Linked DNA regions of Mus musculus: regions 2, 3, 4, 5, 6 and 7 are each linked to region 1. Evidence: chromatin contacts called from public ChIA-PET, HiChIP or PLAC-seq and promoter capture Hi-C data. All regions are on one chromosome and are shown on one strand. The core of a region is the stretch at or near the end of the contact, and the rest is flanking DNA. Distances in the headings are between cores, read along the strand shown.

What was found. Promoter capture Hi-C pulls out the DNA fragments that hold promoters and counts their contacts. ChIA-PET counts read pairs in DNA pulled down with a chosen protein or histone mark. HiChIP or PLAC-seq counts read pairs in DNA pulled down with a chosen protein or histone mark.
Region 2: a promoter capture Hi-C map of the C10 cell line shows a contact between it and region 1, with 5 times the contacts expected there. The contact joins the enhancer-like site here to the promoter of Pex7 in region 1. A contact is called at or near these places in 4 of 39 promoter capture datasets (the C10 cell line, hippocampal neurons, liver and 1 more) and 1 of 115 datasets of contacts at active chromatin or transcription factors (extraembryonic endoderm stem cells).
Region 3: a contact with region 1 is called in a promoter capture Hi-C map of pre-B cells, with 4 times the contacts expected there. The contact joins the enhancer-like site here to the promoter of Pex7 in region 1. A contact is called at or near these places in 7 of 39 promoter capture datasets (the 3T3-L1 cell line, the C10 cell line, the HPC-7 cell line and 3 more), 1 of 15 datasets of contacts at CTCF or cohesin (the NIH/3T3 cell line), 3 of 484 Hi-C or Micro-C datasets (the HPC-7 cell line, liver and pro-B cells), 5 of 115 datasets of contacts at active chromatin or transcription factors (T-cell acute lymphoblastic leukemia, bone marrow-derived macrophages, double positive thymocytes and 2 more) and 2 of 9 other capture datasets (adipose tissue and liver).
Region 4: a contact with region 1 is called in an H3K27ac HiChIP or PLAC-seq map of embryonic stem cells, with 2.9 times the contacts expected there. The contact joins the enhancer-like site here to the promoter of Pex7 in region 1. A contact is called at or near these places in 6 of 39 promoter capture datasets (the 3T3-L1 cell line, embryonic stem cells, frontonasal cranial neural crest and 2 more), 1 of 15 datasets of contacts at CTCF or cohesin (the NIH/3T3 cell line), 2 of 484 Hi-C or Micro-C datasets (the HPC-7 cell line and liver), 5 of 115 datasets of contacts at active chromatin or transcription factors (bone marrow-derived macrophages, embryonic stem cells and thymic regulatory T cells) and 2 of 9 other capture datasets (adipose tissue and macrophages).
Region 5: a contact with region 1 is called in a promoter capture Hi-C map of pre-B cells, with 4 times the contacts expected there. The contact joins the enhancer-like site here to the promoter of Pex7 in region 1. A contact is called at or near these places in 6 of 39 promoter capture datasets (the C10 cell line, embryonic stem cells, hippocampal neurons and 3 more) and 1 of 9 other capture datasets (liver).
Region 6: an RNA polymerase II ChIA-PET map of memory CD8 T cells shows a contact between it and region 1, with 6 read pairs. The contact joins the enhancer-like site here to the promoter of Pex7 in region 1. A contact is called at or near these places in 1 of 39 promoter capture datasets (liver), 1 of 115 datasets of contacts at active chromatin or transcription factors (memory CD8 T cells) and 2 of 9 other capture datasets (adipose tissue and macrophages).
Region 7: a contact with region 1 is called in a promoter capture Hi-C map of embryonic stem cells, with 3 times the contacts expected there. The contact joins the promoter of Olig3 here to the promoter of Pex7 in region 1. A contact is called at or near these places in 9 of 39 promoter capture datasets (the 3T3-L1 cell line, the C10 cell line, HPC-7-derived erythroid cells and 5 more), 2 of 484 Hi-C or Micro-C datasets (the HPC-7 cell line and cortical neurons), 1 of 115 datasets of contacts at active chromatin or transcription factors (forebrain) and 1 of 9 other capture datasets (adipose tissue).

The regions. Positions count from the first base shown.
Region 1 is chr10:19,906,057-19,909,829 of GRCm38.p6, reverse strand. It overlaps Pex7 (peroxisomal biogenesis factor 7), which reads left to right and starts at 2,156. Exons shown (of 10, transcript NM_008822.2): 1 at 2,156-2,371. The coding sequence starts at 2,257.
Region 2 is chr10:18,993,664-18,997,436 of GRCm38.p6, reverse strand. No RefSeq gene overlaps it. Among named protein-coding and RNA genes, the nearest start is that of Tnfaip3, 20 kb to the left of the region's middle. Within about 2 kb of position 1,711, at least 45 of the 459 cell types and tissues checked have an H3K27ac peak or open chromatin away from gene starts, as enhancers often do.
Region 3 is chr10:19,184,460-19,188,232 of GRCm38.p6, reverse strand. All of the region lies in intron 2 of Gm20139 (predicted gene, 20139), which reads right to left. Among named protein-coding and RNA genes, the nearest start is that of Gm20139, 45 kb to the right of the region's middle. Within about 2 kb of position 2,077, at least 168 of the 459 cell types and tissues checked have an H3K27ac peak or open chromatin away from gene starts, as enhancers often do. A contact at or near this core is called in the HPC-7 cell line, T-cell acute lymphoblastic leukemia, adipose tissue and 7 more, where this site is marked.
Region 4 is chr10:19,206,498-19,210,270 of GRCm38.p6, reverse strand. Gm20139 (predicted gene, 20139) reads right to left here. Exons shown (of 4, transcript NR_038021.1): 4 at 2,324-3,773. Among named protein-coding and RNA genes, the nearest start is that of Gm40607, 35 kb to the left of the region's middle. Within about 2 kb of position 1,995, at least 55 of the 459 cell types and tissues checked have an H3K27ac peak or open chromatin away from gene starts, as enhancers often do. A contact at or near this core is called in embryonic stem cells and stem cell-derived epiblast-like cells, where this site is marked.
Region 5 is chr10:19,289,359-19,293,131 of GRCm38.p6, reverse strand. No RefSeq gene overlaps it. Among named protein-coding and RNA genes, the nearest start is that of Gm40607, 48 kb to the right of the region's middle. Within about 2 kb of position 1,896, at least 14 of the 459 cell types and tissues checked have an H3K27ac peak or open chromatin away from gene starts, as enhancers often do. A contact at or near this core is called in pre-B cells, where this site is marked.
Region 6 is chr10:19,331,664-19,335,436 of GRCm38.p6, reverse strand. No RefSeq gene overlaps it. Among named protein-coding and RNA genes, the nearest start is that of Olig3, 23 kb to the left of the region's middle. Within about 2 kb of position 1,851, at least 17 of the 459 cell types and tissues checked have an H3K27ac peak or open chromatin away from gene starts, as enhancers often do. A contact at or near this core is called in memory CD8 T cells, where this site is marked.
Region 7 is chr10:19,354,836-19,358,608 of GRCm38.p6, reverse strand. Olig3 (oligodendrocyte transcription factor 3) reads right to left here and starts at 2,070. Exons shown (of 1, transcript NM_053008.3): 1 at 5-2,070. The coding sequence starts at 1,980. The coding sequence ends at 1,159.

The DNA.
Region 1 (3,773 bases), core at 907-3,406:
CATTTAGTACTGCTATGGACAGAGATACCAGGCCCCTAAACAGATACTTACATAGCCATAAGAACTCTGTTGTGTCATTGCCTGATGCAAATCTAATTTCTAAGCATTTAAATCTACATCTGAAAATAGTGTGCAAATCTTCCAAGCTTGAAAAATACTTCTTGTTTGTTTGTTGTTTTGTTTTTGGAGACAGGGTTTCTCTCTGTAGCCCTGGTTGTCCCCAGGACAGCCACTCTGTAGACTAGGCTGGCTTCAAACTCAGAGATCTACCTGCCTCTGTCTCCGAAATTCTGGGTTTAAAGGCATTCATTTACCATGCCTGGCTTGAGCAGTATTTTTTTAAGAGACATTTATTTTATGTGATGTGAACATATGTGAGTACACTGTCCCTGTGTTCAGACACACCAGAAGAGTGCATCAGTCCTCATTACAGATGGTTGTGAGCCACCATGTGGTTGCTGGGAATTGAACTCAGGGCCTCTGGAAGAACAGTCATTGCTCTTACCCACTGAGCCATCTCTCCAGCCCCAAGTAATAAATGAGTCTACAGTCCCCATCTTGTGGATCTCTCTCCCTTCCATAGCTTCTCCACTGCCAGCTTTCCATGTGGCTGTTTGCCCCAAATCTGCCTTTATCTGTCTTCTCTCATTCCATTCTCTTGCTAAATAAAAATAATTTCCGTGGTTTAAATATTATCTACATGCAAGTAAGAAGGCTTGGCTGGACTCCATTGTGCTGTATTCAAGTACTGCACACAGTACACAGTCAACATGCAGAACTGGAGTTTATTAATGCTCCATTGTCCTTATTTCAATAAACAATTCCTGTGTCTAGATAAGTACTATACTAAGAGTTGGAAACCATTTAAGCTTTTTGTCTTCATTTGACCCTTAAGCGTACCCTCTCCACACCTTTCCATAATTCTCAACAAAACACTATTACCCAACTATAGCATCTTCTGCTTGAGTTGTTGCTAAAGTCTCTAACTGTACTCCATTGCCAATCTCTAGCCTCCAGTTACTGTTGCTTGGGAATGATAACTCACTAAATGATCCATATCTGAAAACTTGCACAGATCTCTATTATTTAAGCTGCAGCACAGTTCCTTGGGCATGGGGTACAATACAAGAGTTCATGTTGGAGCATTTGATTTTCTCTCACCAGGTGGAATCTACCCAAAGTGCTCTTTCTCTATCAGGCTAGACTGAGTCCTGGCAGCTACCATCCCTTGCGGTTTTAGGTTTCCTGGGTTCTTCACCCTTCTCCTGATCCCACAATGGCTTCCAACTTTTTAGTTAGAGAAAGTCATTTGTATGAATTCACCCTAGATTATCTCCTTTCTAAAATGTTCCCTGACACCCTACCCTAAAAACATCTGTGTATATTCATCACAGCATCAATAGCATTTTGATTACACTTGACAGCTTTCAAGTCTTGTAATCTCTTGAGCTCAACCACGTATCCCAGTGGGTCTTTTGAATGCAAAAGTCTAGCACCAAGCTTGGTACATGACTTGGTCTGTGCAGGTTGACTGGTTTAATGATTAACAAGTCTCTTTCACTCTTCAGTGTTTGGTTTGGCAAACTGCACATTCATCTACCACATTGCATATGCTTGGCAAACATTTGAATGAAGAAATTAATGAGCCCAAGTCTTCCTTAATTACTGGAATATATCTGCATAGTGCAACTAACTACATAAAACCTATAGACCGCAAATTGCACATGATAATAGTCCTATCCTTTAACTTCATTGTTGTCTGGATTCAAATTACCTTGGGCAACCTAGTACTCCATTCGTTGCCCTTGGACTCACTAACTGCTTTCCGAGTTTGTTGTGGCTTTTATTTCGTAACCATCAGGAAAATGTCAGAATAGCAAAGTTTTAAAGTTCAAGCAATTAATAAAAACACAAGGTTTTTATTTAAAAAAAAAACATGGAGGTTGCAATTAAACGTGAACAACTGTCTGAAGTGACTCCTAGCGAGTATCTTCTCTTTTAGGTCTAGAATAATCTCTGAAAGACCAGTTGATTTTAGTTAGAGCAAATCATTGGATTTTTGCCCAAAAGAAAAATGGTCCTCGCGGCGTCAGTTCCCTTTTCTATGTAGCCCAATCAAAATCTAGGATTCCGGGCGTCGGCGTCGTCACTTCCGCCCGGCCTTCCTGGACTTTCAGTGAGCCGCAGTGGGGCACTTCTACCTCGAGACTGTTTCCGCGCTCGGGCCGGGAGGCCGAGTGACGGCGGGCGAGCGGAATGAGCGCGGCGCGGACGCTGCGGGTGCCCGGCCGCCACGGCTATGCGGCCGAGTTCTCTCCGTACCTGCCGGGCCGCCTGGCCTGTGCCGCGGCGCAGCACTACGGCATCGCGGGTGAGCGCGGGCCGCGCCTCCGGGGCGGGCGTAGGACGCGCCGCTGAGCGCGCGGTGCCGCCGCCACCGCCAGGGGGCGACAGAGCTCGGCCCTCCCTCCTAGGTCCCCCTTTCTGCGGAGTTGGCATTGGAGCCCAGGGGAAGTCTACAGCTAGTCCTTTCCCTTCTGTAAGAAGGATGCACTTGTCAGTACTTGCAAGGTGGAGTCAACAGAGCCACCAGTTCAAAGCCATCCTCAACAGAGACTTAGGGAGACGCTGGCCCTTTCTTGAAAAAGAAAAAAAAAAAAACTAGAAAATTCTGTGCTCGCTTTTAGTTGTTCTAGGGGAAGTGGATAAATGTGCAGAGATGTCTAAGTGCTCAAGCCATTTATTTTAACTTATACCCCATCTGCTGTTTATGCACAGGAGCAGTGTATGGCAAACCATTGCATAATGTCAGTGATCTGTAATACTTGTTTACTGCAGGAAAAAAATACGATTTCTGAAAAGTAGTGGTAAATAAACTTGTTTCCGTATAGTTTGTCCATTAGTGCTTAGTGCTTTCACGGTTGGGTTCACAGTTCTTGGCCATCAAACTTTAGACTTTTATAAAGGTTTCTTACAAGAAATTGGTATAATTAGGAATTGTTTTCTAGAGATTTTTTGTGTGTGTGTCTGAGTTTTTTGCTTGTATGTATGTCTGTGAACCATGCCTGGTGCCAGCTAAGGTCAGAAGAGAAGATTCAAAGAGGGTGTTGGATCCATTACTGATGGTTGTCAGCTGCCAAGTGGGTACTGGGATTAGAAGCTGGCTCTGCACATGGAAGGGGTCGGGTCTCTGACCTGACAGTTGACTTTTTTTTTTCTTCTTCATCAGTTACGTTTAAGTGGAAGATCTTTAACACTTTACCCACCTCACTGATCACAAAAACTCAAAGCGAAATTCTGTGAAGACTCTAGTTTGAACAGTTGAATGTGCATGTGAGCATAGTAATTAGTCATCTTACCTTGTAAAGTTCAAGTGCAGATTCCCTTTGAACAGATGTTAATGGAGTGTGAGATGGGGGAGAGAAAGAGACATTAGTCTTTCAGCAAAAATTATTGATTGTTGGCACATAACTGAAGTTAATGTTGTTTTCAACACCTGACCAACGAGTATATGGTATTTCCACATATACTGTCTTAAAATGCTGTGATTGGTGTGTTCTGCGTGTATCAGCAGGGGAGAACCACAGTCTTGGGGGTTTGTAAGCACAAGCCTTCCTTGTCTTCTGTTATTAGCTCCAGCTTGAAAGGTTTGCGTGCCTAGCACCAGGCCCGGTGTGAGTTGGCACTCTGATGCGTTTCCCCAGACTGGTGTTCCGATTCCAGTCTGGCCAGATGGTAAGTTGGATATTTAAGGACTGAAGCATACTATGTAA
Region 2 (3,773 bases), core at 462-2,961, 910 kb after region 1:
CTTAATCACTTTACAGTTCCTTGTGATACAATCCGTAGGAGGTCTGGGTATAATGGGTTGGGTTTTGTTTGGGTTTTTTGTTTGTTTGTTTGTTTGTTTGTTTGTTTTTGAGAAATGTATTCTAAGAACTGTGTCACTGATTGGTCTCATCATTGTGTGACTGTCAGAGTGTTCACACAGAAACAAAAGTGGCTGTCACATTAACATGTGATATAATTTTATGGTACCACCATCCTGGGTCATTAATCAAGATATTCCATTATGAGATGTATTGCTAGATTTTAATTTTCAAATTATCCACTACACAAAACAAAGCCTTAGTACTTCTGATTATTTTTCCTAATGCTTTTTTATTCTCTAATATTCCGTTTTACTTTTACATACTATCAATTTGTTAGAACTAGCGAGATGCTTGAGGTTTGAGTTGGCTCTGACTTTGTTTTGTGTTATGTTTTTGAGACAGGGTCTTGCTTATGTAGCACTAGGAAATTGGTATAACAAAGTTGGCCTTGAACTCATGGCTGTTTTCCTGACCCTGTCTTCCAAGTGCTATGATTATAGTATGTGCCACCAGGCCTAGCCTGTGACAGTTATTCTACAGAATACCCCTCGTTCTGGATCTGGACACTTGATTTCTTGTGGCACAGTTAATTTGAGCCTTCTCTTCTATACTTGCTATTTGTGGCTCAGTGATGGTAGTTGGTATCCTGTTGCAACCCATCCTATCTGTGCAGTGTGACTATTTACCCAGGAGATCATAAACTCTCAAAGGACTCTCTCCTCCATTCTTTCTCCTATTTCTCACCCAGCATGATAAATTACAATTCTTCAGTCAGCATGATGAACACTAACATCTGACCATAACTCACAAGGATTTCTAAAGTAGGAAGTGACATACTTAACCTCTGACTCAGAGGATGGCATCCAGACAGGGGCACAGAGAGGGTTTAGAAGGGCACCAAGGACTTGGTTAGAGGAGGGCTTCCATCTGAAGTGGGTGAACCTCTGGGGATTGTTTGGGTCACCATTTCATGTTATAGGTAAATTTATTTTTATTTTAAAGTGGGGACCCCTGACCTTATCAAAGCTGTAAAGAAAATATTTCCCCAAAAGGCGTCAGCCCCAAAACTTGGGTAGAAAGAGGTATTGTTTCTTTAGTTCCCAGAAGTTCACTCCTACTGCGGCTGAATGCCATCTTTACACGACACAGGGTAACATGCTGCCCAAATGGGGCTCACAATATTCAATGTCTGACTTTTTCCATGCTTGAGGGGGTACGACCCTCTCCTAGTCACTTCTATATTTCCCTCTACTCCCACATTCAACACTTGTGGAACGGATCTCAAACCCTTCCCTGCCCTCTGTCCTGGACTTTAGCCTGAGCTTGAGTGTTTTTCTGTCTTCTTACTTTCTTTTTCCTCTTTGTCAGCCCTCCCTTACTTATTATAACTTTACCTGCTCATAGTTTCCTTAAGCTAAGACTACTAAATGCTGGCCTCACGCATAGGCCTAAAGCTCAGGGGTATACACACTAAGTGGTGTAAGAAGAAAAATGAGACATCTTTACATTTACATTTTGATCTTAAACGCGTGAGATAAATTATATTGGGTTTGTGATTGATATGCAAGCTGGCAGTGCTACTCTCTGTTCCTCAGCATCAACAGTGGGTCACTGTCATGTGAGCAGTCACTGTCATGTGAGTAACTGTGAGTGGCTCTACTCAGGCAAGCCACTCTGTTCCTTCACGCGGGTACAGAGTTTCACCTAAAAGCCCCGTTGTTGTACACGTGCTTAAAGTTGGAAACCAGATTTGTTTTTCCTGGTCTTGAGGGTTGGGCCTCCCATATGTTAGGCCAATGTTTTACTACCTGGAAACCAGTTTTTTTCTTTTTTCAGTTTCCTTAAATATTAACCAAGCAGAGGCTGAGGAGACGGCTTGACAGTTGAGAGTCCTTGCAAACTCAGTTTTAGTTCCCAGCACCCATATTGGTGACTCTTGACTGCCTGAAGTTCAGCTCCAGGGCCCTATTCTGGCCTCCAGTGACACTTGAAAACACACACACACACACACACACACTGAACTAAACCTTTAAAAAAATATTACCCAAACAAATTGTTTCCAGCTTTGAACCCCTCTGATGGAGAAAATCAAGGTTCCTTTACATTTTCTAGACTAGTTGACGTCATAGAAGACAGGAACTCCAAACATCCCAGGAAGAGCCTGATGTTTTCTAACAGAAACCTTTGTCTTCCTGGACCTGTTACCTGCAGTTACTCAGCCTTGAGCAACTTGTCTCACGCCTCTGCACTTCTGATTTCTTGTCTAATAAATATTTTAGAGAACATATTAGGGAGGCAGAAAAAAGGTTCCGTGGGTGAAGGCACTTCTCTCACAAACCTGGTGACCTGAGGTAGATCCTCTGTAACCACCTAAAGGAAAAAGGAGAGAACTGATTGTACTGTGTGTCCTCTGACCTCCATACAACTGTAAGTACACACACACACACATACACACAACACACTTTTTATGATTAATTTTACTATCGACTTGCTACAAATTAGAATCACCTCAGTGAGAATCTTCAACTGAAGAATTATCCTGATTGGTTGCCTTAATTGATGTTGGATGCTCCCCCCTCCCCACTCCCACTTGGGTGGCACCTGGGAGCAATCCCGGTAAAAGGGTGTGGCAGAAGGAAGATGTCTGGCCTTTGGCCCCCTTGGCCTTCCATCTTAATTTACTCTGTTGCTGATGCTGTTCATGCCCTCACTGATACCAGAACCAGTATCTCCAGACTTCCAGCCTAGACTAAGGACCAAGGGCCTTCCAGGAACTTTCCAGATTTTCAATCAATTATCATCAAATGTAAAAGTATTTAAAACTTGGTATGTCATGGGATTCATTCTAACAAATGCTAAAGCTTTCCCAAACTACTAACTTTAACTCACGAGTTTAGTTAATAATAAGAAGAGAATAGCTTTAATATATAAATCTCTCAGGTGTGCCCTGCCACTGTATACAACAAACTTTACTTGCTTCCATGAGAACTAGTGAGTCCAAACCCTGGGTGCATGTTAGATTCACTGGATTGTGAAAGGAAAATATCTGAAGTCTACAAGTGCCATCCCAAGCCAAGGATGAGAATGCCCATGTTGGCACTGTGCAAAGTCCTCTGAACTTGGCATGGTGGCATACACATCCGTAACTGCATTACACAAGAGACTGAGGTAGGAAGTTATGAGTTCCAGGCAAGTCTGTGTGTGTATGAGGCAGGGGGTTCTCTAGAGAACCGAATCAATGGTATGAACATATATGATGTGTGTGTATGTGTCTGTGTGTGTCTGTGTGACTGTGAGGCTTTGTGTGTGTTTATGTGTGTATGTGTGTGTGTGAGACTATGTGTTTGTGCATGTGTATATACAACTTATCCTGTCAGTAAAGGGAAACCCACTCACACGCCACTGGTGTTTATGTGGAGATCAGTGGGCAACCTTGTATTTTTATCTTTTTCCATCATGTGAATTCTGGTGATTACACTCTAGCCATCGGGCTTGGTGGCAATGGTCTTCACTTGATAAGCCATCTCACCAACACTGTTAGTTTTTTATACTAAGAAGTACAATTGGCTACTGTCAGCCTATGCAGGAATCAGGAAGGAGCACGTGTGTGTCTTAAGAAAGTGCAGCAACCACAAGCAGAGTTTCTTGATGCTAAGACACTTGAGAGAGGGTAGAATTTAGGTAATGGAGTTTTTGCCCAGCACAGCAGAGT
Region 3 (3,773 bases), core at 828-3,327, 720 kb after region 1:
CTGCTGCTGCTGCTGCGAGGGTGGATCAGGCTTCTCTGAAAGAGAAGGAAGAAGGCGAAGCACACAGTCCAGGCATAAAGCACAAAGCTTAGTCAGTTCCGTGTCCATGGATTCTACAAGCCACATTCCACCACCTGCACAGTGAGTTGTCCCAAGCTGATTGGAAGCAACAGGAAGAAGAGTGTGTACAAATACTAAGCCATTTTATAGCAGGAACATTAGCATCCACAGGGCTGCTGAAACAACCCCCAGGCTGGCCTCACAAGCCGGGATCTTTCTGCCTACTAAGTGTTGGTTTACAGCATGTCCCACCGCACTCCTCTAGAAACGTTAGCTGAGGAGAATTATGGTCAGAAAGGTTGAAAATGGTCGCTTCTGGCTGCATATGCAAATGAGATCAGACAGCCAGACCAGGTATCCTCCAGGAAAACTAAGAGAACTCACTGTGTTCTGTGTCTAGCATGTAAGGGTTGCCTAGCCATCTCCCAGATCCATATGGTGCCAGTTTTCTGCCAGTGCTCAGGACAAAAAATCCTGGGGTTTTTGTGTCCTGGACCACTCTTTTGCATAGCTCTCATGAATCTGTCATTAAATTTTGACGTACAGAATCTCATCATTTCTCAACCCCCTACCCCATTATAAATGCAGTGCAAGCCAACAGTGTCCCTAGCTTGACTGAATTTAGGTCTCCTATGGATCTCCTACCTTGCCTATTTGCCTATTTTCTATCTAAAAGGGCCAGCTGGAGTAACTCTTGTAAGAGCTGTGCAAAATTACAGGGTTCCTTGGTTTAAGACAGTAGTGACTCCTTGCACTTAAGACTAAAACCCAAAGTTATAGTATAGCTTAGTAGATTTGCTTGCCCAGCGTGCGTGCATGAAGCCCTGGGTGTAAGTCTTACTGCTGGAGGAGGAAGGGCAAGACAGCTTCCTCAAGAGGAGTTGCCCAACCTGTCCCTCTGTACTACCATGAACACTGTCTCAGACTACCATTCCAGACACAGCCTGGGTCCTTTGCACAAACTCCCTCTGACCCCCACATCTAGTATATTCCTATTCATGCCTACAAGATTAACTCTTCCACACACTTGGAGTCTCTGTTCAGATGCAGTTTTCCTAAGGCACACCTTGATCACCCCCCCCCCCCAAAAAAATGGTGACCTGCCCCTCCACACACCTTCCTTCCCTGCATGCTTCCACCTAACTACTTATTACCAGTTCCTACTGTTGTGGCTTTAGGGCTAAAGATTTTAATTTCATTGCTCATTTATGTATCTGAGCATCCAACAAGAAGAGTCTGTCTATCTATCTATCTATACACACACAAACACACACACACACACACACACACACACACACACACACACAAACACACAGAACCACAGAACCATGGCCATTCATTTCCCTTGAAATAAATCTCACAAGTATACATAGTTGCCTAATTAGTTAAATTGTATTTGCCACTAAGTGATTATTTTTTCCAGTGTAAACCCTTTAAACATAGAATTCTGTTAACTTTATTTAGGCATCAATTTCCTTTTGTGAATGAACTGAGCCTCTTTGATAATGGAAGTGGTGGGAATGCAATGTCCTTTTTCACTCAAAGACAAACCATCCAGACACTGGAGAACGTAGAAGCATCAGGCATCAAACACCCAGGAGCTGTTTTGTTTGGTGTAAAAGCTCCCCTCTGCACACGCTCTCAGAAAGCCCATGAAGCAATCAGAGATCTGAAGGATAAGAACAGAGTGTTCTTTGAAATCTCTCAGACGTGCAGACAGGCTCTTCTTCCCTCAAACCATCCTGAAGGGGAAGTGTGTCGGCTTGGACAGTCAGGAGCCGGTGTGGGAATTCCCCCCGTCCCTTTGGTCTCCCGTATTGAGGAGCTTCTTCCGGGTTAAAGATAGGTCATTGCCAGCCACAGTGTCTTTAACTAGATCTAGGCTGCTTGGGAAGGAGAACTTTAGAGAGCAGGTGAAATGAATCTTAGTTCTCCCCCACTCCCAAGATAGTTTTAAAACAAGTGGCATTAAAAGCTTAAACCCTGCAGTTTTACAGAATTACCAATAGATGGCAGCACACGACTCTGCTTCACCAATGAGTGACGTCACTCTTCCTTTTCACGACCACTGACAACACTCAGCTTCCTCAGCTGTTTGACGCGGGCAATTGAATCTTGGGTGGTTGTTTTGTTTTGTTTTCTCTCCACCTTTCTCTAGAATAAGCTTCTTATTGACCTCAAACCACAGTCAACAAATCAACCGTGCAACTGCGACCTGGAAGGAACGCCAGGGGAACTCAAAACAAAGTAAAACAAGCCACCTGGGCACTTTGCAGGGACATCAAAACTTCAGCAAGCTGATCGCTGGTAAACCACGCTGGAGGCCAGTGCTGTGCAGAGGGGCATGTTGAAAAGAGAAAAGAGCTAACGTTTTTGTGACTTACTTTATCAGGATTCCCAGTCTAAACCTGGAAAGGTTTAACTGGGACACCCTGGAGTGGAGGCTTCTGACCTGCCCTCGGAATTTCTCTCCAGTTCCAGGACTCCACTGCGAGTAGAAAAGTTTCAGTAGATAAGACTCCAATAGAGCAAAACTGTCTCCTCTATCCACGACACTGTATTTTAAAACAAAAAGCTCTGGCCAAGCTAGACATGGTATCATACACTTGAAATCCTGGCACTCAGGAGACTGAGGCAGGAGGATCGTGAATACTCAGTAAGGCCCTAACTCAAGATACTAAACCGAGAGAGAGAGAGAGAGAGAGAGAGAGAGAGAATATGACAAGAGATCCCAACTGATGAATAGATAAGGAGTCTTCATAATAAGGAGAAAAAAAAAAAAACCCAACCAATGAAACAAACAAACAAGCAAAACAAAACAAATAAAAACAACTGCTTTGGTGTTTTAAGATCCAGGCTGGCCTTGAAATCTCAGCACTATTTCCGTCTTAGTCTCCCAAGTGGTAGAATTACAGGAGGTGTGAGCCTCCATGAGTGACACCAGATATTTCTTAAGAGAAACCAAAACTTCTTAAACCTGGCTATTTGAGCTTCATAAACCACAGAGCACATGAAACGGAGCACAGTTTTGCTTGAGAACTCAACTCTGTAGGCCGTAGCAAGCATCATGGGATGGGGAGGGACTAGATCAGAGTACATCACAGTACACAGAGTCCTGACGGTAACATCTGCTGTGGGTTACGGTCAAAACAACTTGCTTAGCTCTGCCGTGGACGGCCTGTCTGCTTTTTGCTTCTACGTTATCTGTAGTTCAACATCAACAAGACCATAACCACCTAAAAGTGTCATTTAATGAGTAGACTGTGTAAAAGATCTGAATGGCATGAAGCAGAAACTGAGTAAAGGGTCCCATCAAAGACTGGAGAACAATGCGGGGAGGGGAACCAGACTTACTCATCTTTATAGTAACTCTCACATACCCAACAATACCCACAATCCTCAGCCCCCAAGGGCTAAAGCATGTTTATGGTGTCCTATGTCTTAAATTTTAGCTTAGAAGAATCTACTATCTGGTTAAACAAATAGATCTAGGGTTAAAATGTAAATGTCTTAAGGGACCCAGGAAGATAAAATAGAGAGAACAGCTGTCCAGGAACAGCCTCAGGTTACCATGAAGATTTTATAAGGAATATACTGTGATTTTATAAGCAGTGGACTGTGAGAGGTAGCCTGGTCCTCCCTTGAGCTAAAGGATTGGAAGCCCCAGAGACCTGAAGGGATGGTAGGAGCTTTGCCTGCTTGGGGCACCAGGC
Region 4 (3,773 bases), core at 746-3,245, 700 kb after region 1:
CCAGAGCTTGCAGCAAACACATTATCATAGTTCCATCTAGCCTTTTCAGTGAACATTACAAACAAGCCTTTCGCTCTTGATCATCATAGTGGCTAGAGGAAAAGGGCTTCACTATTTGTAATCTACACAGGTCACTGATACTATCTCCATAGCTGATAGTTTCTTCTGGGATGTTGCTGCTGTCACTGCCTTCATGAAGCAGATTTTTAAATAGCTGTTATCATTTTGCTCCTGTTCTTGGAGGGTCACAGCTGAAGTAGACCATGACACGCCCACCTGATGAGCAATGCAAACCACTGATTTTTACTTTCAGTTTTGTTTTCAGTTCACTCCATGGGTCTCTTACTGGCAATGTTAGCAGCCAGTTTCTGTGTCATGATGAAGAAACTAATGTGAGACCAAATTAGACACATGTGAAAATAATGTCCTCAAGCTATGTGGTGACACCACAAACCCGAAGCTGCTGCCTGCCACTGTCATGAGTGTGGTCTGTCTCTGACAGAAATGACATTATGTGATGTACAGTTGTTCTCAGTACTCCATTTCATAAATATGTGCAAGTGCTGTGAATAAAGCTATAGTATAATTCATCTAAAACCTTTATGGATGTTGTGGCACTTCCAAATATTGTGAACTTGTCTATTAATACGTATTGACAATTTAGGTGGCACAGAAAAGGTCGGTGTGCTGAAGTAAATGGGAGTCTCTGAAGGGAACTGAAGAGAGGAGAAATGCTCTGACCCACTGGCTCAAGCTATGGAGGCTTGCTTCCTGGCTGATGGTCTCTAGAGGTGACACCTGAATCTTGAAAATACTTCATGAGGTCTGGGTTTGAGATTCCAGAAGTGTGTCCCGGAAATACGTCATGAAGACTAGGTTCTGAAAGACTGTTCTCTTCGTTGCTTCTAGCCCCATTCCCTTTGCTTCTTGTCCCACAGTGGTGTGAGGACCCTCTGTTACTCATTCCCACCACACTGTTCTACACTGTCTCTGAAGGACTGAAACCATATGAAGGGAGTCAAAATACAAATTTCCTCCCTTGTTGCTTTTCTCAAGAATTTTTTTTTCACAACAAGGAAAGAGCAACTTATGAAGACAGAGGAAAACATTGCTGCTGTTTTGTTTTGTTTTGTTTTTCAGAAAACAAGCACCTGTGTTTGATATCCCTTAGATGGTGTCTGTTGAGAATTAGTGAGTGTTACTGTTAAAAAAGAGGAGTCTATCTTGCAGCCTGACTGGAACCTGAGCTGACCCATCCCTGAGTGTCAGCCTTCTTAATTACATGCTTGAAATAAAAAGTTAATACCACTGAGGTAGATAATTCTAAACTAACTTTAGAAACATTCTATGTTTAATAGCTGGTTACATTTACTAGAAACAACACACAATTAATAATGTAATTACAGGTCACCTCACTAAAGCAATATATTTTATGAGGAAGTCTTTTCGGTTTGTTAGAGTAAATTGTATGCGTTAAGCAAATTTCAAAGAATTAATATATCAGGATTATATATTATAAGCAATAAAATTATGTTTTAAAATATCAGGTGAAAAGAGTCAATGGATTTCATATATACAGATAAAAACCAGCTTAAAAATACTTTTAAAAACTTTCATTTACAATGGAATTAAGAGATTAAATACTTGAGAATAAAAATAAGAAAACAAGGGGATGGAGAGAGAGCTCAACAGTGACAGCATGGGCTGTTCTTTCAGAGGCCCTAAGTGTCTTCCTGGCCCCCACGCTGACGGGCTCAGCTGTCTGTACCCCAGTTCCAAGGGATCTAGTGACTTAAGTCTGAAGATTTAGTGAAATTCCAATAAAACAAGTCCCTGCTCACTTCAAATGCTTCAACTCGATAAATGAACACTATTGTTCGCATGGAAAACTACACATGCTAGGAAAACACTGAGAAAGAAGAGACGTGAGGTGGAGTGTGGTGGAGATCGCAGCCCAGCCCTGACCTTCAACCACAGCACAGCCTTTGTCTTGAACACAAAGCGTCATCAGCACATGAACAGAAGGAATGCAAAGCTCACGGATAGAACGTCTAGAGCGTGGTGGGGGGTGGGGTGGGGCGGGGCGTGTTTATCCTGAGTCTTTTAGGTACAGATGGAGCTTGTTCTCTGATTAAGAAACAGTTTCCTTTATTTTCATCTTTTAATAAATGATACTTAATCTTATCAAACTGTAGTAAGTGGCATTATTTCTTTTTGGTGCAAGATTTTTGATGAAAGACTTTAATGTGGGTTTTTTGATTTTTTATGTGTGTGTGGGGGGGTGGAAATAATTTTAATTTATTTTTACTATTAAGCAGGTATTCATTATAGAAAATGATAGGTTTTATTATAACAAATTATCCAATAAACACAGTGGTACAATTAGAAAAATATTTGGAATAAAGATAAAACTATGTCCACTTGTCAGAGTTACAAAGATAAACTCCAAATGGAATAAGAATTCTATCAACTTGACAAATTCCAGAAGAACTCAGAGTGAGATCTTCTAAAAGCTGATTGTTGACTGAAGGCTCTCAACTTCAATTTAAAATTCAAATGCGGCCAGGCAGTGGTGGTGCTTGCCTTTCATCCCAGTACTTGGGAGGTAGAGGCAGGCGGATCTCAGAGTTTGAGGCCAGCCTGGTCTACAGAGTGAGTTCCAGGACAGCCAGGGCTATACAGAGAAACCCTGTCTTGAAAAAAACAAAACAAAACAGAAAAAAAAAATTCAAATGCAAAAGAGCAAACACAATAAATCTAATTACAAAAACTAATGCTAAAATCATAAAAGTTAAATAACAAACTAAGGGAAATGATTTAAGGTACATATTACAGACAAAAAAGAAAGACTAAAATTATTTTTTTAAATAGCGTAAGACACAATTCATTCCCCTAAAGAGATGTAAATTACCATGTCCTTAAACTAAGATAAAGATGCACAATTTCACCCATAAAATTGAAACTATATAAAGAAGCCACTTCTCGATCCTCAGATTGGGAAGTATTCAAAAGCTTGATAACAATCTTGGTGAGTCTGTAGAGACACGTGCCCACTCACACTTGGTGAGACTGTAGAGACACGTGCCCACTCACACTTGGTGAGACTGTAGAGACACGTGCCCACTCACACTTGGTGAGACTGTAGAGACACGTGTCCACTCACACTTGGTGAGACTGTAGAGACACGTGCCCACTCACACTTGGTGAGACTGTAGAGACACGTGCCCACTCACACTTGGTGAGACTGTAGAGACACGTGCCCACTCACACTTGGTGAGACTGTAGAGACACGTGCCCACTCACACTGCGGGAATGTGAAAGGGGACATACACATGAAGGGTTTAGTTTTGTTTGCACATCTAACAAAACCACACCTTTAGTCTTCAATTAATAGATCTTTTCCTAAGAGTTTATGCTGAAAATTTCCCTTCAGAATTTGAAAATAAATAAACAATAAACCTCACTTTAAATAAGCTAGCAATAAAACCTCACTAGGGAAAACTACAGAGTTTCCAGAAGAACTCAGAGTGAGGTCTTCTAAAAGCTGGGCCTTTTTTTTTTTTTTTTAAATAAAATCAGCCTTTTTATAATATCAAAAATTGGGTCTACCTGAAGGCTTGGGATATTTTATTTAAACGAGAGCACCACACACCTGCAAAAAAATATCTACAGAATACGTTTTGATAAACAATGTATCTACAAAGAATCTACAATATATTACTTTTCTGTAAGCAAGAAAGTAAGCTAAGGATACTTTTCCACCCCCATGACCC
Region 5 (3,773 bases), core at 647-3,146, 620 kb after region 1:
GTTTGTGAAAAGATGATTTAGTCACAGTGGAAGAGAGGCCTCCCCCAGTGTCTCTTTCTTGGTACCCTGAAGTCCTTTTGGAGAGACTGCAGCATCTCCTTTAGTGGAAGCCACCACTTATTTAGAGTCCAGACAAATTACTTTTGGCCAAGCCATATGGCTTTCTCAAGAACCTAACTTGAAATGTGAATTTGAATGGGGTTGCAAAGACTTTTGGGTATCCTATTCATGAGTGTGTCTATAGACTCAAGGGTCTTGGAGTCAGTTCTACTAGGTCTCAATTTTTTTTTTCTATTTGAAAGGACAGTAAGGCTATATTATTAAGAAATGGAGAGAGAAGTAATTGCTTAAGGTGTACAGTCAAAACAAAACTCCATGTAATCATTGATCAGAGTTCAATGTTCAGTGTATGAAGAGAATCCGGTCTATCCCGTGTTATGCAAACATGTAACACCCCAATACTGTCTGTGGGAAAATGCATTTACTCCTCTAACTGAAAGGCTGGCCGCTGATGAAAACAGCAAACACTTGCTAAGTGGCAAGCAGGATTGAAGTTAAAGAGACAAAACATCTCCAAAGTTAACTGAAGTCTTAATCATTTCAGACATCTTTTTCTGTCCTAAGTCTCTTAATCAGTTCTTATCCATGTTTTCAAGACTGATCAGAGCTTTGAACTTTTAAAATGATGCCCATTTTCCCCTAATTTAAGTGTTCTCAACACTCTCCTTGCTCCTTGGGTGTAACAGGATCATTAGAAGCAGTTGCTAAGTCCTTAATTCCATGGAACTATTACTTCCTGTTAGTGTATTTTTGGAAACAGCTGTTAGGCAGCTAATTGTCTAGAAAGCTGATAGCTATTTTAAAGGGAATATTTAAACACCAGATTTTCTTTTTAACTAATAAATATAATGTAACTTTATAATATTCGGTTAAAATTTGTACAAAGTTGTCAAATAGCATACCTTTAGAATCAATTCTTCTACTATGGTGTTTCACAATAACAACTCCCAAAATGCATTTTATAGTTTTAATGTAGGCAGAACTGTCTCTTTACATAATGGTACGAATAGGTTAAAATGACCCTAATCATCTTTCTCCAGGGAAACAGCCTAGAGGCTTGCACTGGGTGCTTCTCTGTGTAGTATGGCATGTCCCAGCCACCACTAATTTTCAGCTAAGTTCTACTCTTCCCTAAAGTGGAAGTTGGGAAAACATGCATTTTGCAAGGGACTCAGGCCCACTCCTGAATATCACCATATTCAGATTTTTAAAAAATGCAAAAAGCAAAACAAAAAACCCAACATAGAACAACCTCTCTGGCTTGTTGACTTACTTTTACCCCATCACTTAGTTCCACAATAAACCATCGTTTAATTGATAGTTTCATATCTACTTTGGAAGTTAATAAAAACCACTTCCTATTTTCTTGTGTGAGAGGGTGGGTTAGACACTGTCTCTGTGTGATGCAATGAAGAAGAGGAGTGCAGGTGACACAGAACAGACTCCGCAGAGACAGAAAAAGAGGGAAAGCTTCTTAACTCACAAACAGCGCGGGTAGGATAGCTGAAGGTGGAGAAATAGAACATAACAATGAAACAAAGAGACCAAACGCAGCAGCTCCAGCCAAACTCTCCCCAGCACTGGAAAGGAAAATAGAAGGCTTACTCAAAAGGCAAGCCAGGCCTGCGGGTGGTGAGAGCTGGTCATGTACACAGGACCAGCACACAGCTCTAACAAGCCTCTAACCCAGTTGTGAGTTTGGTAAGACAATGAAGTCAGCACCTGTGGATAAATAAAAAAAAAGAAAAAGAAAAAAAAAGTATTTTAATAGGAGCCTAAGAAAGAAGGGGCAAGGTGGAACAAGGAACACTTAGTCAATCTGACGCTGCCTCAGGGGACAGAAGCCGCAAGTAGGAAGTGGAGAAACTGAGAATGCCAGATGCTGATGTGCTGTCATAGTCAGGGTTTCTATTCCTGCACAAACAGCATGACCAAGAAGCAAGATGGGGAGGAAAGGGTTTATTCGGCTTACACTTCCATACTGCTGTTCATCACCAAGGAAGTCAGGACTGGAACTCAAGCAGGTGAGGAAGCAGGAGCTGATGCAGAGGCCATGGAGGGATGTTCCTTACTGGCTTGCTTCTCCTGGCTTGCTCAGCCTACTCTCTTATAGAACCAAGACTACCAGCCCAGAGATGGTCCCACCCACAAGGGGCCTTTCCCCCTTGCTCACTAATTGAGAAAATGCCTTACAGTTGGATCTCATGGAGGCATCTCTCCAACTGAAGCTCCTTTCTCTGTGATAACTCCAGCTGTGTCAAGTTGACACAAAACTAGCCAGTACAATTGACCCCTTGTCAACTTGACACACAAATACATCACTAGTAAGCCTCAACCCTTAGTTCTTATTCATCCCCAAGATCTTAAATAACTTTAAAAGTACCACAGTCTTTACTTATTAAAAGCTCAATGCTTTTAGAATATCCATTATCTTTTAAAATCCAAAGTCTTTTTACAATTAAAAGTCTCTCAACTGCAGGCTCCACTCAAATACTTCCTTCAAGAGGGAAAAACATCAGGGCACAGTCACAATCAAAAGTGAAATCAAACTCAAACTGTCCAATGTCTGGGATCCACTCACGATCTTCTGGACTCCTCCAAGGGCTTGGGTCACTTCTCCAGCCCTGTCCTTTGTAGCACACACCTTGTCTTCTAGGCTCCAGCTGCCTGTACTCCACTGCTTCTGCTGTTCTTGGTGGTCATCTCATGATACTTGAATCTCCTAACCACTGCATGACCCCTTCAGTCCTGGGCCATCAATTGCAACTGAGGCTGCACCTTCACCAATGGCCTTCCATGGCCTCTCACAGTGCCGAGCCTGAGCTGCTCTGCATGACCCCTTCATGCCTTCAAAACCAGTACCACCTGGGTGACTCTTACACATTACCAAGTCCTGCTGCAGCATGAGGTACGACTTTGGCTAACTCTGGAACACAGCCTCTTTGTGCTTTCAGAAAACACTTCCCAGAAGATGTCACCTCAATGATGCTGGTCTCTTCTTAATCACCGCTAATTTCTTAGCTCCAGCTAACCAGCATCAATAGTCCCAGTAATGCAAAGGTTTCACTTTAGTAGTTCTGGTATCTTGTTAATCACAGCTGATTCTTCAGCCCCAGCTAACCAGAACCACAGAATCTTCACAATCAAACTAGCAATGGCCCTGAAAAAAGTCTTTAATTTTCCCTCTGAAATTTCACAAGCCAGGCCTCCATTTTCTGCACTGTTCTCAACGTTATCTTCCAAGCTCCTACACAACATCTGACAGAGTTCTTAACACTGAATGGATCTTCTGGCCCAAAGTCCTTCCACAGTCCTTCCCAAAACATGGTCAAGTTGTCACAGGAATACCCCACTATGCTGGTACCAATTTATCTTAGTCAGGGTTTCTATTCCTGCACAAACATCGTGACTAAGAAGCAAGTTGGGGAGGAAAGGGTTTATTTGGCTTACACTTCCATACTGCTGTTCATCACCAAGGAAGTCAGGACTGGAATTCAAGCAGGTCAGGAAGCAGAAGCTGAGCAGAGGCCATGGAGAGATGTTCTTTACTGGCTTGTTTCCCTGGCTTGCTTAGCCTGCTCTCTTATAAAACCAAGACTACCAGCCCAGAGATGGTCCCACCCACAAGGGGCCTTTCACCCTTGATCAGTAATTGAGAAAATGCCTTACAGTTGGATCTCATGAAGGCATTTCCTCAACTGAAGCTTTCTCTG
Region 6 (3,773 bases), core at 602-3,101, 570 kb after region 1:
TGAAGCAAAATAAGATCCCAATTTGTGGCTCTAATATTACAAACTTGGCCTTTGTTCCTTGGGGATGTACGAAGAAAAATTCTGTGGGCTGCACACTGTTAATAATGTACGATGCTGGCAACATGACCCCTCAGCAAACAGTGAACTGCAATCAGCTCATTGCTACCGATACCAAGTTGCTTTAAGGAAGAAAAAGATGACACTTAGGGAAGGAACCAGAATTAAAGGCCAATGGACATCAGTTCTTCACATTTACACTTTGTATACGGACGGAGGAAGATGGGCCCACAAAGATAAAGACGTCCTACTCTGTTGCTACCCTGTTAGAATAGAGAACATTGATCCCCATGTAAAAAACTGAGAATTTTTTTTCCTTACCAACAAACTGGTGTGGTTTAACACTCCTGGTTAGTGTTATCCCGGGTTCCTCTCAGAAATACCAATAAGCATTTTACTTTAGGACTTTAGATTTGCTGTTATTTGGACATGATTCACACTTACTTATGAGTGGCTCTTTTTGGCTTTGCCACACTGAAGCTATAGCTCTGATACCATGGGATCTGAAAAAGCAAGTATTGAAACTTACTAGACTATGTATCAACTGCTTAGATGACCACTCGTCAACCCAGATCACTGCTAAATGACACAAAACTAACGCTGACCATCAGCACAGCCATCTTCTCAACTTTGTATCATCTTACCGGTTGCATAGGACACAATGTGTTTCATTGTGATGTTTTCATATACATGAATTGTGCTTTGCTTTGAAGCCACATTTTCTTTATGCATTCATCTGTTGATGGGCATCTAGGATGATTCTATATAGTACCTACAATAAATAGTGTTGCATTAGACATGGATATGCAGCCACCTCTGTGAGAATGTCAACTTAGATTCTGCTGGATGTAGACTCAGGGAAGGCAGATGTACAAGCATTGCCATCTTGATTTTGCACAAGGATTTTCCAACCCCACCATTGTGTATAGCGCTTTGCAAAATACATTATCCAGCAAGGTAGACACTCAAAGTGCTTGATATGAGGTTTTATGACTTAAAAGGATGATGGTGCTAGGCGTAAAACCATTAGTGGGTAAAGTAGGATGGCAAAGCCCCCTCTTCTTGTTCTTGGACTTTGCAAAGTGGGTCTGCAATCACTTTTGACATCATTGACCATCTGAAGACAGAGCAAAGAGTCTGATTTCCCCTGCTTTCTAGATGAATTGCAGAATTCATGTTCAGCTGCATTTAGTTAGCACCAAGGACCCCAGGATCTATAAACTTAGTTATCTAAATAAGGTGAGAAGCCAATGGCTATAAGGTTTATTTAATGGTGAGGTTGCTTAATTATTCATGTTGAATGAAGGCTGAGCTGTTCAGATTTTCTCATAGCAGCACCCCTCCCCACTTGCCCTTTCTCTGTGCCCCTATTTTCCTGCCTTAGAAAGATGAGGGGAATGTGACACTTCCTTAGAAAGATAAGGGGAATGTGACACTTCTGGGATCCCCCTCAATACCTTTGCACTAGAAAATTATTCTGAGATATCCTGGTAAGATTTCAGCTCTGGCAGGGTCAGATAGTATGGCCAACACCTGCCATAGTTGGATGACCTTGAGGGGCTTAGCCTCACAGTGGAAGAGGATCCAGCAGGTGATAATCCTCTTTACAAACACAACCTCTTCTGACTGCATTGGAGGTAAGGGAAAGTGTGTGTGTGTGTGTGTGTGTGTGTGTGTGTGTGTGTGTGTGTGTGTGTGTATGTTTAAACTTTCCTTCTTGTCTTTATTTGTGTGCCACAGATGGCAGCCTCTCTGGCTTGTTATGAGCACAGGAAGTGGGTAAAGTGTGGTGAATTGCGAGAATGCCTCATGATTCAAATATGTCTCAAGGCCAATTCTCCTGAGATCATTTGGCAAGGCCAATTATCTATGAGTTTGGAAGAGCCTGAAATCTGAGATTTTTAAGTGTCCCCACACCCCAAAATTATTTTTCAAAACAACAAGGGACAGTTTCTCTTCACCAAGTACATAAGATTGTCGACTATTTTCTCATAGTTTTATAATTAACACATAAGACGAAAAACAATCACAGTTATTCTGAAATGAAATGAATGAATCTAGTAGCCAGTAGAGTAACTTATTTCAAAGCAGACTAGTAAATTGTGATCACACTTTCAACTGACAGAAAAAGAGAAAAAAGATATTTTATCCCTAAAGTAATTTCTTTTATGTTTTATGTACTAGTATAGTTTATTTTGAGTGTTTTCCCCCTCCTTCCCTTTCTCCCTCACTCCCTTCTTTCTTATTCCTTTATCCCTTCCTTTCTTTTTTCTCCCTTCTTCTTTTTCTCCCTCCCTCTTTCCCTGCCTCCCACCCTCCCTTCCTTCCTTCATCCCCTACCTTTTTTTTTTCTCTCTCTACCCCCATCCTTTCCTCCCTTCATTTCTTCTTGGGTCTCATGTATCCCAAACTTACCTTGAACTCTTGATCTCCACTCCCCAAGTGCTGACTTTACAGCTGTGCATCACCAGGCAGGGCTACTTATGATGCAATTCAGGCTTTCATACAGTAGAATTTTGGTAGCAACTCATTGACTGTCCACTAGGCACAAACAGTTCCAAAGAGCGAGTCTTGTGGAACTGGCCTTGTGGAAGTTCTCTGTGGAATGAAGAGGTTTTTGTAGTGAGCTTTTAGGTAGATTTTTAATGTAGCCATATTGCTACCACAGTAATTTGTGCAGTGCCAAAACACACTGTATTTATAATAATAGGAACTATATTTTATCAGTTCAGCTTCAGATGAAGAAACTGTGACCTTGGGAAACCTAAACAAGTTAATTGGTTCAGGAATTTTAAAACAACTGCCCACACTGGCACAAATAAAAGTTATACTAAACTTGTATTCCATAGTCAGTGGAACATTGACCCTCAAAAGCTTTGGCAAGCCCTATGAAAAAATATACAAGGCCTTGGGGTGTACGTCAGCGGGACAGCACTTGCCTATCATGATCAAATCCCTCAGGCTTGACCCCTAGCCATCAAAAAAAAAAAAAAACCTGAATGAGAGGATAGGTAAGTGATTCAGAGCAAATAGCAACAATCTTCTGTTCTTCTAGAATACTCATTTTCCCCATTTGTTATCCTTCAATGTCCTTCCTCCTTTCCCTTTGGACCCCTTCTTCCTACTTAGCTCCCCAGTGGCCAGACAAGTAGAAAAAAAAAAATGATACCATGCCCTTCATCAGCTGTTAACATCCATTACCTCCCCAGGAAGTGATGGAGACTTCTGGGTGCCTCCTTTTTCCATGATGAGAGTTGGAGGGACCAATCTCCTGCTGGTGTGTATAGCTGCTGTGCGATCATGGTTGCATCAGTAATATTGTGTCTACATGACAGTTTTTGTGACATTCATTCCCATTCTTCAGCTCTTACATCCTTTTTCTCATTCATCTGTGAAGTTCCCTGTGCCTCAAGGCCAGGGATGATAAAGATGCCCTGTTTAAGGCTGAATGGCCATTAGTCATTATTTTCACCACTTTGACCAGATAGTAGTATTCTCTGTGTTAACCTTCACCCTAAGCAGCTTCTCTGACTCGAGATGAAAGACACGCTAGTCTATGTGTATAAAAATAAATATGAGTATAAATGCAAATATTAATCTGTTATTCGCCTCTAATAGTCTGAAATGTTTTTCTTTGTTAAGGAAGAGATACAGTAATCTCTTTCAGTTATATAATGCTCTCAGGTACCTAATGATGCTATCAGTCTCATATTATA
Region 7 (3,773 bases), core at 821-3,320, 550 kb after region 1:
AATACCGGATTTAAAGGTTCTCTTTTATTTGAAATCTCATCCAGAAACACTGGTATTAATAAATATATCATACTTATCAAGAATATATAAAAAATAAAGACAGGTATTGTCTTTGAGGCCCTAACAAAATATTCAAGCAAATGTTCAGGAAAATAAAAGTGGCAGCCCCCTCCCCAAAAACCCAGTGTGTTTTCAAAGCTGAGGGGTAACCGACCCAACCCCGCATGCAGTATAATTTGGCAAGGGGGTAGGATGAACTTCTAGAGGAGGCCCGGTTTTGTAGTGGGCCCCTTGGAACAGCCCTAACGTTGGAATGAGATTTGAGGGACAGAGACAGACATGGGCTTGGGGGAAGAATCACATGTTCATTGAGTGTGAATCTCTGTGCTCTGGCCCCCTTTTCATTTTATACAACCACAGACAGATATATGGAGTACTTTGGAGAGCTCACTAATAAATCCTTGTTACAAGGAAAATGGCGCTATAGCCCGCACAACATGTTTAGACAAGATTCATTTAGAAGCGTGCATGCATTTTCTTGACCTATGTTTGCGTGGAAAGGAAAACCCACATAAGAGGTTCATGCCCTGGGCTGAGAATCAAAACTTGGATTCTGAAACAAGCTCTCTCTCTCTCTCTCTCTCTCTCTCTCTCTCTCTCTCTCCATTGTCTCTGAAAAATCTATAAGGGCAGAGACAATCATAAGTGTATCTAGCTCGATGAAATATTTACATTTGCTTTGCACAAAAGGGATAGCCATCTTTCCTCCAAGATAAGAACACAGCCAGAAAGAGCCAACTCCAAAGTTCCTTTGCAAGTTTTAAACTCCACTGATCCCATCGTTAAACAACAAATGCAGTTTTGACAAGAGCATACCACAGTGAGAAATACTGGCGTGGCATGAGGGAAAGAAGCATGCATGCAAAACAGGACTTCGGGTTCCAGTCCCCTTCGCTAACACCTAGGTATTCCAGTTTGGTTTTGGCACGCCCCGCTGGGGTGGGTCAACTGGAATCTGGATCTGTAGGGCGCTGGCGAGGCCTGGGGCCGCGCGCCCACCCTCCCGCAGGCCGAGCAGTCTCCCTTTCCCTCCTGGCCCGGCACTGCGACCCCTGCCTCAGCTCTCCCTTCCTCCTCCCGGCCGGGCCAGCCCGTGGCTCACTTGAGCAAGTCCTTGGATTCAGCCGAAAGCCGGGCCATGTTGGCGGTGGAGAGAGCGGACAGGTGCGGCGGTGGTGGCATCTGGCAGATGGTGCAGGGACAGGGCAGCCCCGCCCAGTGCTGGAAGCCGCTGCCCAATTGTAGCGCGGGCGGCGTGGAGGGCGCCTTGAGCAGTGAGTGGGGAGGACGGATGGTGCCAATGGTCGGCAGGGAGGTCGCGGACAGAGGGGACGAGGCATTGCCAGAGGAGAGCGCGCCGCCCAGGATAGGGTGCACCGGGTGCACAGCGTTGGCTGCGTGTGCCGGGTGGCCGGCCGAATGCCCCACAGTCCCACAGTGGAAGGCCGAGTGGTGTCCCCCGTAGATCTCTCCAACCAACCTCTTCATCTCCTCCAGGGAGCTGGTGAGCATGAGGATGTAGTTTCTGGCCAGAAGCAGAGTGGCGATCTTGGAGAGCTTGCGCACCGAGGGCCCGTGAGCGTAGGGCATGACCTCGCGCAGACCATCCATGGCGAGGTTCAGGTCGTGCATCCTCTTGCGTTCGCGTCCGTTGATCTTCAGCCGCAACTGCTGAAGATCCTGCTCCGACAGCTGCTTCTTGATTTTGTACTTGCTGCTTTCTCCTGCAGCCTTGGCGCCTGCCCTCGAGAGGCTTTCCCCTGGCATCTTCTGGACCATATCGCCCTGTGTGGAGGAGACCGAGTTCAGACGACTCTCCTGATGGTGGTGGTGGTGGCGGTGGTGGTGGTCTCTTAGGTACATCTCATCCATGTCCGGAGATGACGCTCTGCTGGAGACAGAGCTCGAATCAGAATTCATTTTATTACAAGAGATGCGGCCTTATGGTTGAGGAGCCTTTAGGCAGGAAATTAAAGAGAATCTTGAATTAAAAAAAAAAAAAAAAAAAAAGCAAGGTCCAGGAACCCACTTCCCCAGTTGTAAAACCAGAGAAGAAAAGTCAAGGCCCTGCCTTGCCCCGCCTCTCTCTCTCTCCTGGCTTGCTTCGCTATCTCTGGTTTAGCTGTTTCCTGCACTGCACATTGGTGTGTGCCTGAACTAACCTCTTGCAGTAAAAGAGGGGCTTTTATAGCGCTGCAGTGGAGAAAAGAGACAAAAGGAGCCCTCCTATCTATCCTGGGCTGGTTAAGATGACGTGCCATCATCATTCAGGGCGGTGCGCTTTGCTGTCCCAGTTAGCAAGGATTCCTATTCATATTCATTGTGGGGCCGCCCTGGGACACCTCTGCTTGGAACCACAAGGAGCCCCCAGGCACAAAACCCTTTGATTGACACACTCACCGCGGATGCACTGGACTTCTTGTTTTTGTTGTTGTTTTGTTCTTTAAAAACTTTCTTCTGTGCCACTCCCCTCATTCTATTTCTTTTAACCAAATCTTACACTTAAAATGAAGGGAAGGAACAGAAGTTGCCTGGAAGATCAGCCTACGACGTTACTTTGGACTTAGAAGATATGGGTTGTTCTCTATCTAGTTTACAGAAATGTGGGCAAAACAAGGTCTCAATAGAAAGCCGGATACCGGAGCCAAAACGGGGCAGGTTCAACCAGGGAGACTTGGAGACTTTGCTGACTGAAGTTGTTATTCACTGGTACATTTTCTCTAAATTCAGTTAATTTTGTTTATTTGCCCTTTCCGGTAAATTAAAAAAAAAAAAAAAACATGTGCCCATTTGGCAATGCGTTTTTGCCTTTGATGCTACTGTGGAGAAGTCTTCTTTTGCGTTAAAAATAGCGAATTGAAATAATTTTGGTTTTGTACATTTCTTTAACTTCTTAGCTATAGAACTGAGGGAGGAGAGACAAAACCCCCAATGTTATATGAAAATCAATTTAGGAAGAAAATTTGGGGAGAGAAAAGGGTGAAGAAAAATGGGAGAGTTAGGGATTGAAACGAATCTCAAGAGCTCGGTACAGATCTTTGGGGTTCCAGCTTCCCAAATGGGGTAGCTAACTGCCTTCTTCGCCTCAAGTTCCACTGTGTGTTGGGATGGGATGAAGGCAGTCTTTGGCCTCAGGGTGAAAGCTGAGAGCATCCAGAGTTTAGCACCAGACCACCTGGAGCGGCAGCTGAGCAGAGCGGGAGTTCAGGGTAAAATCAAGTGTGTGGTGTGTGTGCGTGTGCATGTGTGTGTGTATGTGTGTGCACAGGACCTGGAGATACCTGTCTGCGGGCTTGTTACAAAGCCGTGGCTCTGAGGATAAACAGACCTGGAGTTTGCTGTGTTCCATAGATGCAAGTTCATAACTGGGCACAGACATCCCTGCTCCCGCCCCCATTCCTTTTCGATGTTTTTGTCAATCAAAAATTGCTCTTTAGCACCAGAGGCAGGAACACAGAAATCCCTAGAAAGAAAGTAGTCTTGGGCAAGGGTGGCCTCTAAAAGCAGCTGGATACCCCATCTCTCCCGGCTTGAAAATTCCATGAACAAAAGCTAAGTTAAGGCAGTGTCTCTATAGAAAAGCAAGAGACTTTTGTACTGTAACCTTAGGCAGACATGGCTTGCCTTACAATCACCGGGAAAACCAGAAAAAGGAGTCTTCATTTCCTACAAACGCAAATGAGACAGTCAGCAGAGGGTACCCCCATACGGGG